Linked DNA regions of Mus musculus: region 1 is linked to region 2. A link is a contact called in public promoter capture Hi-C data. All regions are on one chromosome and are shown on one strand. Each heading gives the region's core, a stretch centred on a gene start, on an enhancer-like site or on the middle of the called end of the contact. The rest is flanking DNA. Distances are from core to core; before and after follow the strand shown. Region 1 has its middle 17 kb from the start of Gm44968. Region 2 overlaps Pex11a (peroxisomal biogenesis factor 11 alpha).

What was found. Promoter capture Hi-C pulls out the DNA fragments that hold promoters and counts their contacts.
Region 1: a contact with region 2 is called in a promoter capture Hi-C map of liver, with 2.7 times the contacts expected there. The contact joins two enhancer-like sites. A contact is called at or near these places in 3 of 39 promoter capture datasets (liver and pre-B cells) and 1 of 9 other capture datasets (adipose tissue).

Annotation. Positions count from the first base shown.
Region 1 is chr7:81,185,488-81,192,046 of GRCm38.p6, forward strand. No RefSeq gene overlaps it. Among named protein-coding and RNA genes, the nearest start is that of Gm44968, 17 kb to the right of the region's middle. Within about 2 kb of position 3,709, at least 11 of the 459 cell types and tissues checked have an H3K27ac peak or open chromatin away from gene starts, as enhancers often do. A contact at or near this core is called in liver, where this site is marked.
Region 2 is chr7:79,734,700-79,741,153 of GRCm38.p6, forward strand. It overlaps Pex11a (peroxisomal biogenesis factor 11 alpha), which reads right to left. Exons shown (of 3, transcript NM_011068.2): 2 at 5,466-5,581; 3 at 1,259-3,211. The coding sequence ends at 2,643. Among named protein-coding and RNA genes, the nearest start is that of Plin1, 5.2 kb to the left of the region's middle. Within about 2 kb of position 2,057, at least 4 of the 459 cell types and tissues checked have an H3K27ac peak or open chromatin away from gene starts, as enhancers often do. A contact at or near this core is called in liver, where this site is marked.

The sequences.
Region 1 (6,559 bases), core at 2,459-4,958, 1.5 Mb after region 2:
TATTTTGTTTTGTTTTGTTTTGTTTTGTTTTGTCAGTTTGACACAAGTTAGCTTTGTCTGGGAAGAAATCCTCTGAAAAAATGCCTCTATCAGACAGACTAACTTAGAGGCAAATCTTTGAGGGGTTTTCTTAATTAATGATTAGTGTGGAAGGACAGAGCTCACTGGGGGCCATGCTGTCCCTGAGCTGGTGGTCCTGGCTTGTATAAGAAAGCAGACTGAGCGAGCCATGGAGAGCAAGCCAGTAAGCAGCACCCCTCCATAGCCCCTGCTTCAGTCTCTGTCTCTAGTTTGTTTTGTTTTTAAATCACAGCACTAGAATCTCCGACTAGAACAGTTAGGATGCAGATGCCATTTCCCAACCTCCTTGTGGCTAAGTGGTTGCCACAGACCATCCCAGTCGGGTATGGGGGTCCTTGGAATGAGGGTCCTCGAAGCTAGGTGGGTAAGGATTCGGCAGTGACAAACAGAAACAAACACAGAGGCAGTTTGAATCTAAGTGTATTTTGCAGCTCTCAAGCAGGGGTTTTATACATTCAAAGAACAAATATTACAACCCTTAGAAGATGTGTTCAGTGAAGCAATCACAAATACCATCATTATCATTTGGCACAGTAAAGCACAAAAATCAAGCAAATATTACAACTCTGAAAAGATGTACTCAGTGAATCACAAACAGAACAGGTGACATCATGATTAATAGAGATCATCCAAGCATAACAACTCTGAGAGGGTGTATTCACTGGGGCAGTCATCCAAGGCTGGTGGCATATTTCCAAGAGCAGGTTAATAAATCTTTATGGTCAAATATTTTTTAACATCTAATGCCTGATATTTTATAAATCTTCAACACATAAGTTTAAACTATTTTAATTCTTTCTAATTAAGGCTTTCTTTACCATATATCAAACCCTACCTCTGATGACACAAGTGTAGCCATATGAAATTTTATTGTTGGGAATGTTTTTATCTGTCTTAATACTATTATATAATTTTGTAAGTGATTTATAAAGTAAAGTGTTGGTTTCCCTGGGGATAAGGTCATGTTAGTGACCCCATCTCAAGGGATGGTTTCTTACCCATTATTCTTGCTTAAGATCTAGGCCTAGGCTACCAGGAACATGTAAATAAGAAAAGGAATAAGAGAAAACAAAACAGGGGGCTGGTGAGATGGCTCAGTGGGTAAGAGCACCCGACTGCTCTTCTGAAGGTCCAAAGTTCAAATCCCAGCAACCACATGGTGGCTCAAAACCACCCCTAATGAGATCTGACTCCCTCTTCCGGAGTGTCTGAAGACAACTACAGTGTACTTATAATAAATAAATAAATCTTTAAAAAAAAAAAAAAAAAAAAGAGAAAACAAAACAGATAGATTGCCATGAGAACTACGGCTCGATATTTTGCTCCTGCCAAGAGTTCCACAACCGGCTCCAGGAGACCTCCTTCTTTTGAAGTCTACCACCTCAGTCTGTGGAACTTGTCCCATAGATTCTACTGGGTTTGGTGTGGCAGGTGGTCAGATAATGAAGGTCTGGCCCACAGGGTGAGCTGAAGCCAACCAAGCTGACTGTAGTGTCATGCCTTTAGAGGAAGGCTGGGCAGAGGTTTCCTTAATGGATATGATAGTTAATCGTCATTGCTAGCTTGACCAGAGTTGGACTAGTCTGGAAGACATACCTCTGGATGTGTCTATGGGGAGATGTGAAGACAGGGTAACTGAGGGAGAAAGACCCACCCTGGTGTGAGCTGCACCATCCGCTGAGCACCAGGAGTCCCTGCTCTCTGCATTCCAGTCTGCCTAGACAGTTAAGAGTTTCTACTGCATATTTCCATCACCAATGCTCCCCACGATGGACTGCACTCCCTTAAACTGGGCACTAAATTAAATCCTTCATCCTGCAGGTTACAACCACCAGAAAAGTAATGGAATGGGTCAGATAGTAAACAGTGGAGGTCTTATTATCTCCATCGCAGATAGATAACCACTGTAGTTTAAAATCAGCCATGCACAATGAGTACTTATACAAACGAGAGTATAACATTTTAGTTTATTTGAATAACTAAAATCATAATTTGAATAAAAATTTGACAAACTATGTTTACAGAATGAGGTTCTGGGCTGAGGAGATGGGTCAGTTGGCGAAGTGCTTGTGGTACAAGCAAAAAGACATGAGTTCAAATCCCTCGAACCCATGTAAAAAGCTGGGCATGCTGAATGCACCTGTTGAGGGGAAACACGGAGACAGAGGGGTATCTGGGGCTGGCTGACCTGCCACCCAAGACGCATTGGATGGTTTCAGGATTAGTGAGAGACGCTGTCTCACTGGAACAAGATGGAAGGGCAGCTGAGAGCGACTCGATGCTGACCTCTGGCCTTTATACGTATGTGCACATCATGCCCATTACGCCTCACAAAACACAAAAACAAGCCCTACTTTGTTGACCCTGCCTTAGATGAGGGCTCACCACCCATGTGCCTGGTCCTTTCTGCATCTGTGTTTCACAAAGGTTGGGATGCAGATAGGAAGGGGAGCCATCTTCTACGAGGAGGCGAAAGAGAGCCTGCTAGGGATAGGGCAGACTCACGTGAGAAGAAGTCGAATCCCTGAAGAGAGGCTGCCATAAGACTGTGCTCCTGAGCGCTTCCTCGGTGCTCTGCACAGTACCTGAGACCCACAGCCTTGGAGGGGAAAGGCATGGTTTGGAACATGACTTCAGAGGCTTCTCTCTGAGGTTGCTTGCTTGTCACGGGCTTGTGTTGAGGCAGAGCATGTATCAAAGAAAGCATGGTGGGGCAAAGCCACTTACCTAGTAGCAAGAAAACACAGAGACAGGAAGCCATCAGGGACAAGGTATTCCCTTCAAAGGCTCACCCATTGCTTTCTCAAAGATGACCCACTTACTCCAATCAGACTCCTACCTCCTAGCTTCCTCCACCTTCCGATAGAGGCATAGAATTGGAATCCATCAATGCACTGACCCACTGATGAGGTTAGGGGCCTCTGGATCCAATTAAATCTTCATGATTGACTCTATGTCCTGGGCACAGAACCTTCAGCACATGGGCCTTTGGAAGGATACTTCACATTCAAACCCTAATAGACTAAAAGACAGTCTAGACCAGTGGTTTTTAACTTATGGGTCATGACCCTTTCACATGGGTCACATGTCAGATATCCTGCATATCCGATGTTTGCATTACAATTCATAACAGCTGCGAGATTACAGTTGTGAAGTTACAACGAAAGCAATTTTAGGATTAGGGTCACCAAAACATAAGAAATTGTATTAAAGGGTCGCAGCATTAGGAAGGTTGAGAGCCACTGTTCTAGAGTAACAGAGTATCTAGACGTCATTTGAGGGGAATACATACCTGACTTGTTTTTTGGAATCTCTGTTACATGTACCCTGCCAGTGGACATGAAGCACAAACAAAACAAGGGATGGCATTACATGTAATGGACGAGGGGTGGGGGAGAGAATATTATCAACCCAGTGCCCATCTCCCATGCACTCCTTGTTTTATGTTAACATGGGGCTGATGGGGTTGACGGAGGTCCTATAATGGGACCATTCTAGCAAAGTCTAAACGGAGAATAACTCTCCACTGGCCATAGAGACTTAACGAAAGACTGAGTCCTGAGCCGTGTGGGGAGAGAGCCAGATGGAGCACGGCAGCTTCCAGCCTCAGACTCACTGGCACAAGAGCTGGGAAAAGGCAGGTCTATTGTGGAGAGCCTTTCTGCCCGCGGTGACCTGGTTGGGTCGGTTAGGGTTACTAGCAACTGGCCACAAGTTAGAATCACCTGAGTGGGGAGCCTCATCTGAGAAACTGTCCTGATTGGCTTAATTGATGTGGTAGTACCCACCCCCCAGTGTGGGCGGCACCTTCTGGTACGAGCCTTGGTAACACAGCATGGCAGAAGGAAGTATATTGACCTTTTATACGGTTGGCCTTCGCTCTTGTCACTGGGCTGATTTATCCTGCCGCTGCTGCTGCTTTCCCTGGTCTCAGAATGGTGTTTCCAGGCTTCTAATGAGGACCAGTGGCTCTTCAAAGGCCTCCAGGTTTTCCGAGCCTGATTGGGACCTCTGAGCAAGCCAGTAAACAACATTTGGCAAAGGTGTCTGCTTCCTTTCCTGCCTCCAGGTTTCTGCTTCCAGGTTCCTGGCCTGACTTCCTTCAGAGATGGACTGTGAGTTGGTAAACATGAGATGAAGTAAATTCCTCTCTCCCCCAGGTGCTTTTGGTTAGAAGGGTTTATCAGAGCAATGGAGAAGCTAACTAAGCACTGGTCTACTGGGAAGCTTGGCCCAATCTAACCAGTCAAATATCTGTCGTCTCCTGGTAGGGATCAGCATGAAGTCACCAAAAGAGGCACTCTCAGTTTTCCCAAGAAGCCCTCCAACCTGTCAACCCTTGCCACCCCTGTTCAAAGCCACAAGAGAAAGATAGTTTACCAAGAACTGTTTGTTCAAGTTCCTACACAGCCATATTGTCATCTACACAAACACCTTTCCTGTCATTGCAAGATGAGACTCCTCATTTCTCTTTCCTGTAAGACAGGTGATGTTCCACAGACTGGGGCTGCCCACTGCCGCATGCAAAGCTGCAGACACCTAACGGACAGGAAATACTTTGTACTCGATGACTCTGCCTGTCATATAGCTGAACATGGTGGAGGGCCCCAGGTCACAAAGCTTCCCACAGACTGATTCGGGAGCCACTCAGCTCCATCTGACACCAGGACATAATCTCACCCACCCACCCACCCATGCACCCCAACCGCCCTCCCAGCCCCAGCATAGCTTCTTTCTCTTTCCAGAAAAGACAGAAGTCCTTTAGGAATGGGAAACCCAGGCCTTGTGTGGTAGCTCATGCCTATAATCCCAGCTCTGGGGAGTTCCAAGGGCAGCCTGGACAACCTATTGTGTGGGCTATAGTGTATGACACCATCTCAAAACAAGGAGCAGAGAGCAGAGAGAGCACAGCAGGGAAGGACTCCTGAATTTGGAGTTTGATACCCAGGACTCACTTGGTGGAGAAAGGAACCTGATTGCTGCAGGTTGTTAACCTCTTCGCTGGTGCTGCACTTTGGCTTTTATTTCCTGAAATAACATCTTTCTCACCAAGATTCATTTGTATTTGTATTTTTTTTTAAAGATTTATTTATTATTATATGTAAGTACACTGTAGCTGTCTTCAGACACTCCAGAAGAGGGAGTCGGATCTCCTTACGGATGGTTGTGAGCCACCATGTGGTTGCTGGGATTTGAACTCTGGACCTTCGGAAGAGCAGTCGGGTGCTCTTACCCACTGAGCCCCATTTGTATTTTTAGAGGAAACACTTGTTTATATTCTCAGCAGGTTTTTACTGGCTTTTTTTTTTTTTTTTTTTTTTTTTTTTGTCAATGGGCTCAATTAGAGAAGAAACAAACTATATCAAAGCATGCTACTTTCAAGGGAACTAAGTGTTCTTGGGCAGTGCCTGGAGGGCAGAGAGCTCTAATCTGCTTTGTTTGGGCCTAGAGCTTACGTTTACTGTAGTCTCAGCTGCTTGCTGGGAGCCAGAGTGTGGCCCTAGGGTAGGAACAGGAGCGACAGGTGAGGATTTGTGAAGGCTGGTGTGGAAAAGGACAGTGAACAGTTTGCTATTCAGCTAAAGCTGGAATGAGTTTGCGGATATTTGTGTTGGTGGCTTTCACCACACTACTGGGTTTCTCTGGGCCACAGTCATTGTTTCTCAGGCTGTGACCTGTTCTCAGTCACTCCAGGACACGTGGAACGGGAGCCTTCAAGCCATGCCTGCCTTGCCCTTGTCATGCTATTTTACAAAGCAAGCTTGCTCCCTGCTGAGGGCATGTGGGTTTTGTAAGTAAACAGCCATCATTTGTTGAGCATAGTCACAAGCCACAGACTAGTAACAAATAAAAATGGCCAAGTTAAATTAAGGCCACGCGTACCATATCAAATGCACGAGGGCTTAGACTCTGGCCCAGCACTGCAAGACCAACAAAAATGTTTGTTTATAAAAAGCAACTCTCTGTATTCCTAGAGCTTCAATCGCAGCCACTGCCACCTTATAGTCCTCCTTTCCACCCCCTCTTATTTAATCAGTTTCTTCTCATCGCTCCTTCATGCTGGGTATCTTTTTTAAATGCATAGGGTCATTTTGGCTTTGTATACACAATAATGGGTCCCTGGGTGGGTTGTTGGAATCCTGGGGGGTGGAGCGTGGGGATATTAGTGGTAATCGCTGTCTGGTGATTGGGCAGGGACCCATCCATTTCACCGGAGAGGAGGGATTTCCGAATGCCAATACCTATAAGGTATTTTTTGTAGAGTGCCTGTTTCTTCAGTGGAAGCCTACCACTGGAGGGGCAAGTTTAGGGAGCAGAGATTTCCGACTCTTTTTTTAAAAAATGTATTACATTTATTTGTGTGTGCACATGTGTATGTTGGCCCCAGCACATTCAGGGATAACAAACATCAGCTTTGGGCAGTTGCTTTACTCCTTCTACCATGTGGCTCCTGGAAACTGCACGTAAAGCCCCTTCA
Region 2 (6,454 bases), core at 807-3,306:
TTTGCTTCAAGGTTCAGGACGAGTAATCTGGGAGACTTGCATCTGGACACAGCCCAGGCTAAAGGGCAGCCTGCCTTCCCAGGCAGTGGCTTTGGGCCAGAGAGGATATAGGGCTCTGTGCCTGAAAGCTCTGCTGACAAAGCCGGTCCTTTGGCTGCTTCTGTACGGATTCTAGGATGTGGGTGAAAGGTGACAAGGGAAAGCGCCAGGCAGATCCTAAGGGCGAGGGTGAGAGGCGGTTCGCCAACACCACAGGGGGATGGGCAGAGGAGCTATCTCATGCTACTCCTCTCCAGGAGAGCAGAGGTCTTGACCACTCTGTGGACAGGTGGGTCCCCAAGCCAAGCAGGGCACTGAGACGTGTGCTGTGTCAGTGCTCAGCAGTGATGCACAACTGTTGGTGTGCTGCCCTGTGCTGCCCTGTAGCTGACAATGTTGGTTTCTTTAAAGAACACAGAAATAGTGTGGGAATATGTTTTCGTTTCAATCCCAGGTTTGGAGGATATGAGGCTGCTTAACAGCCGGGGACTATGATTTGCTTCATTCTTGGATGCTGTTGGTTGAGGTTGGTTGCGGTTGGTTGCGGTTTGTCAAGTAGTCGCGTGCAAAGAGACAAAAAGAGGACATTAGATATCCTGATGGTGAAGATCAAACTTGCCCCGAGGAACTCAGTGCCCCGAATCAGCAGGCAGTAGTCTAATAACATGGTCGTCCCTTTTCCTATCCTGGGCTTGACTCGGGAATTTCTTTCTCTCCTACCTAGTGTTGGGGTTGAAAGGGAAGAGGGGTGGAAAAGGGTGGAAGAGAAAAGAACCCACAAAGTAGCCACAAGCCCAGCTACACAGCTCCCCAGGGCTTCCCAGTGTTTGAAATCCCTCACAAATGTGGACCCAGGTAGAGAGGGTTAGCTGAGGAGAAAGATAAGAGGATGAGGTAGCAGGGCCCACTGAGATTCCAGATTCTAGAAGATGGCAGTTCTCCACCCTCCCAACACTGTCTCTAATGTGCAAGACCCAAAGCATCAGAAGCGACAGCCACGCAACACTGCCATGCACTGAAGGCAGGCTTCTCCAGGAAGCTGGCCAGCCCCTGCCAGGCTACTGTAGAGCATCTTAGCAGGGATGATTTGGACAGATCTGTAAGGGAACCTCTCAACCCAGAGCCTCAACATAGTCCCTGTGCCTTCCTCCCAGCCTGCACCTTGTCATTCCTGAGTTCCCACGGACTCCAGTGCAGACACACTCACAGACGCAGGAGTCAATTTTATCTAGAAATTTATTAGACATAATTAAAGTTACAGTGCAAATAGGCATTTGCTGGTATTTGTCTTGTTTTAGCCACTTTAATCTCAACCCCCGCCCCCAAAGTCTTCTCAAAGCACATTATCATTTTAAAAGTAGAGAATGCCAAGGGCCTGAGTCCACTTTTCAAGAATCACCTTCACATTTATGGGAAACAATTGCTTAGTGCATAGTTCTCATTTCCACTTAGTAGACATGACCCGCCTGCTGGCCAGTGTCTCCCACACCACACACCTAAACCAACCAAACTCAAGACAGGAAGACTGAACCGTGAAGTGTGAACACGGGCAAATGCACTGACCCGGTGTCCCCACGACCCCTCCACTGGCCCTATTGCTCTTTCCTGTCCCTCTCAGTTGTCCTGAGAAAACCAGATTTGTCACAGAAAACTGACGTTCCTACATCTATAGACAGAAAAAATTTAATTCTCTTATTTTGATAAAAATTACTGTGGAATTGCATAAACTGTTATGTAGCTAAATCAAACCAACCTGGGTGAGTCTAGATTGCTTTGCATTTCATAGACTGGGACAGAAACCATCAACTGAAGCTCCAGGACTCGGGGGCATGTTAAGGGGCTAAGGGCTCTGAGCCCGGGAAGACCGCTGAAGGTAACGAGATCACGCGGATCATCCTGGAAAGTCTCCCAATGAATCTGTGCTATCAGCTTTGTTTTGTACTGTCATAGTCCTTATCTGTGACGGATGACATAACAGGCCGCGGTGACCTCCCACCTGCTTTCACCTCTGGTCCCTTCTGTGGCTCTTGCTTGCTCCTAGCATTACCGAGAGCCTTCTACCTGTGGACACAGCCTCCGCCCCAGAGGCACTGATGTTCTTCTGAGGCTACTGGACATGGTCAGGACACGACTGCAGCAATGACCGGGACCAGCAGGTTAACAGGCGCTGAGCCCAGCTCCCCTCCATCTCACTCCTGACACCCGTGGGAGTGGGGGATAATAACAGATGGGAGAAAAGGGAAAACTTAAGCAGAGCTGGGAGTGCTGTGCTTCAGCCCTGGTGTGCTTGTGTGGAATCAGGGACCTGTGCAACCTGATCTGTAATTCTAGTTTCTTTGGGTCTTTCATGGTTTCTCTCCTTTTCATCTTTATTTGTCCAGCAACACTAGGCTCTTACTATGTACATAAAAGATGCTCAGTAATGTTACCTGAACAGAAATGAAGTTACTGTAGCATGCGCCACTGCTGGTCCTACCTCTGCTCATAGGATGGTAAGGTGCTCACATGATTTTTTTTTTTTTTTTAAATTAAGCACAGTAAACATTGGGACAAAACCAAATGTTTGTTCCACTGAACTGCTAGCCTTAAAGCCTCCAAACACCCTAGCGGGCCTTCAGTTTCAGCTGAGGATACACTACCGTGAGGAGACCAGCCAAAGAGGATATGAGACCTCCAAGTCCTACCACGCCGAGATTGGACTTGTAGATCCCAAGCTGGTTCAGAGGGATCAGGATGTCACAGAAGTTCTTCACGGTGTCCAGGAGCAAGGGAGGATGTCGCTTTAGAGACTGGAATAGGAGGAGGAGGAAGGACTGGAGCCATTCAGTCTCTTCATTAGCCACGCTGTACTTAGGAGGGTCCCGAGAGGATTTCTCTCTCTTTGCTCTGTCACGTGCAACTTGTCCCATCTGCAGCAAGATCTCATACAGATCCCGGACCAGGCTCAGCAAGAGGAAGTAGTAGTAATGGCGAGCCGCCCACCTTTGCCATTTCTCTCTGTTGACTCCAGAGGTAAGACCCACACTCTTCGCCCAGAGGACAGTGTCACAGATGTAATAAACCACGCGGTTGAGGTTGGCTAATGTCAGGCATAAGCGGGGCGCGAGGTCAGCGGCTTGGATGCTCTGCTCAGTTGCCTGGATGGCATGGAACACGTTGCCCAGTCTGAACCCTGTAAAGAGAACCCACAGAGTCAACACATTATTAGTACTTAATGGGAGGCACAAGTCTTGTGTCGAGCTAAGGACTGAGAACACAGCAGCTGATGTCAGTTGAGGCTCAGTCTTACTGGAGGAAAGGAGCCCTACAGTGATCCTGCAAAAAGCTCAAAAGACAGTGACCTTGACAACTTATCACACGGATCCAGGAGTGTCTTAGCATTTATTCCAGGCCAGGTTCATCATGGATGTGTGTGAGCCTCTAGACTTCAGAAGTTAAAGGGTAGTTAACGTGGCCTTCAGGTTCAACACTCTTAGACATTTGATTTCCCATTTATGGTGGTTCCAATAGGCAATTAGTCACCAGGGAGTAGAACTCTTTGATAGGATAGAAGGATTAGGAAGTGTGGCCCTGCTGGAAGAAGTGTGTCACTAAGGAGTGGGGCAGTGAGGTTTCAAAAGCCCAGGTTCAGTTGTCCATTCCCCAGACCACCCCTTCTTCTTCTTTCTTCCTTGTCCCCCCACGTCCCATCAAGATATAGCTCTCATCGACTTCTCCAGCAGCACTTCTGCCTGCCACCATGTTCCCTGTCACCATGCTCCCAGCCATGATGGTTATAACAGGCTAAGTCCGGGAGCAAGCCTCCAATTAAATGCTTTCCTATGGCTTGATCATGTTTCTTCACAGCAACTAAACAGTGACTAAGGAGTCATTAAAAGGGAGCCTCTGGCAAAGCGCGTTATCATCTGTCTATCATCTAGCCCACCTATGGAAGAAGAGCAAAGAGAAAGGGCAGGATTGAGTGGCTATGGTGATCGATAGTCACATGGCGCTCTTAAATGAATTAACCAACCACTGTAATGAGTCCTTACATAATCAAGCAATTAGCGAGTGGTCACTCATGCACAGGTGTTTACAGCAGCACCCAGAAATGGGTCATCTCGCTTAATAACCACCCAGAAGCAGCTACTCTCTAAACACGTACAATCCCAGAAGAGTGCCTGACATTATTTTACCACAAACTACTAATGCAGAGCAGTATATGAAATGGCTCTCTCTCTCTTTTAATTTTTTCTTTCAGGGGAAAGCGTGAAAGCAGTAGAAATGGCTGTTTCAAAACTGGACTTTCAGGTTCTCATTCCAGCTCTTGCGCTCCAGCTGGATGACATGGGGCAAGTACTTTCTGGACTTTCAAGACAGTGAAACTCTAAAGGACACATCAGCAATGACATTCTAGAGCATTTGTGACAGAGTTTCAAATCTTGGCCTTCAAAGCCATCCAGAAATCTTACCCAACCCTTCCCAACCTTTGTGCTGACTACTTAAACCTCTCTCTACCAAACTAGCTTTTTGGTTTGACACTGATCCTCCATGACAGCATCCTGTAAGGGCAAGCTTTGCTTCCAACTGTCCTGAGCCTCTGCTGGGGGAAACCTCCCTTTCAGATACTTGTTTCTCCAGCCACAACTTCAATCCTACCTCCTTTCAAAATATTTTCCCTCTGCCCCAGCCATCATATTTATCACTGAATATAATTTAAAACATGTGATTTTACCTGCCCCATAAAGTTGAGGAATGCATCTTTATGAAGTAGGTATCCAACACAACTCATCACTATGGGGTGATCTACACCTCACCCCGATATGTATGCTGATGAACCGTTGAAACGTCTGCTCTCCATCAAACAATGGAGGCAGGCAGGCAGGCGATCGTTCTGAGAAGCATGGGGTCTCCCAGGAAGATGAGGATGACAGTGTATATCAGTGAAAACCCCCACCTGCACTCTTTGCCTTTCACATGAAGCTACCTGGCACACAGTCTAGGAAAATGTCTTCATTTAGATCCTCCACTAACCCTCAAGAGACGAGGAAGAAAAGGCCTGTGGTCTAGGATATGGCTATCCTGTTCCATAGAACTTAAGGGCTGACGCTAGACCAAAGTGCACGTTGGGAATTGCCAATACATTCTGAGAACCGATGTGAGCTGGCATACTGTGTGTCCACTGGCTATGAATATGTGATGTGTGCCCCAAGGGCTATGACTATGCAGGAAGGTACAGTACAACACCACATTCAAACAGAGGGAGACACCTGTGAATACAGCAAACCATTCGGCCTTCTTGGGGTCTCCAGGCACGGCTGCTCTCAGCTTCATTGGAGAGTTGGGTGAGTGGAAATGAAGACCTTGAAAGGACATTGTAAATTCCAGGGTCTGAGGCTAAGGATTTGAAAGCAGAAGCCACCGTCCCTGGAGAGACAGGTACTTACATTTACGGCCAGTGCTCACACTGGTCTCCAGCCTCTTGAGCTTCAGTACCACGGCCTCTTTGTCAGCTTTAGACTCTAACAAATATCTAAGCAACATGCATGCGTGCTGAGTGGCTCTGAAATGGAAAAAAAAAAAAAACAAAACCGAGGAAAGTAGTTTACAAACCAAATAAAGTTCCATTCATGAAGGGAAGGAGAAACATCAAAAAGCAAAGCGAAGTGTCATGCTGAGGCGGAACTTTTGGGGCAGTTTCTCATGCTGAATTTCTTACAAAAGTGGCATTCTGCAACAGTCCTCACAGAGGAGGGCCAAAGGGCGAGCATGCAGTGGAAATGGGACACAAAGGTTAGGGAAGAGGATGCCACACACAGGGTGCAGCTCCCCCCAAAGGCCCTCTGCTGGCCCAGATGGGCTCTCAGCTCCACAAACCTTCACATCTGCTATGTGCCCCTACATAGGATGATCTTCAGATTTCCTAAAGGAACAAAAATCTGCCACTTAGTTTAAACTGACTAACTACATGCGACAGGAAGCAAACTCAAAAACCAAGTGAAGAGTCCAGGCTCAACATTTAGTTTTTAAAACTTAAGGACCAAATACACTCCAGCATAGTAATGCTTTCAGCGATTGGTTAATATCACGCCAGCTATGATGACAAAATCTAAAGGAACAAAAATCTGCCACTTAGTTTAAACTGACTAACTACATGCGACAGGAAGCAAACTCAAAAACCAAGTGAAGAGTCCAGGCTCAACATTTAGTTTTTAAAACTTAAGGACCAAATACACTCCAGCATAGTAATGCTTTCAGCGATTGGTTAATATCACGCCAGCTATGATGACAATGACATGGTGATGAATATAATAAGTCAACTAGAGTCACAGACATCCAAATGCATCTGCAGCCAACTTAACAAAAGCAGGTGCCAGGTCGGGTGTGGTGGCTCTCACCTTAGTTCCCAGCACTCAGGAGGCAGAGGAAGGCAGAT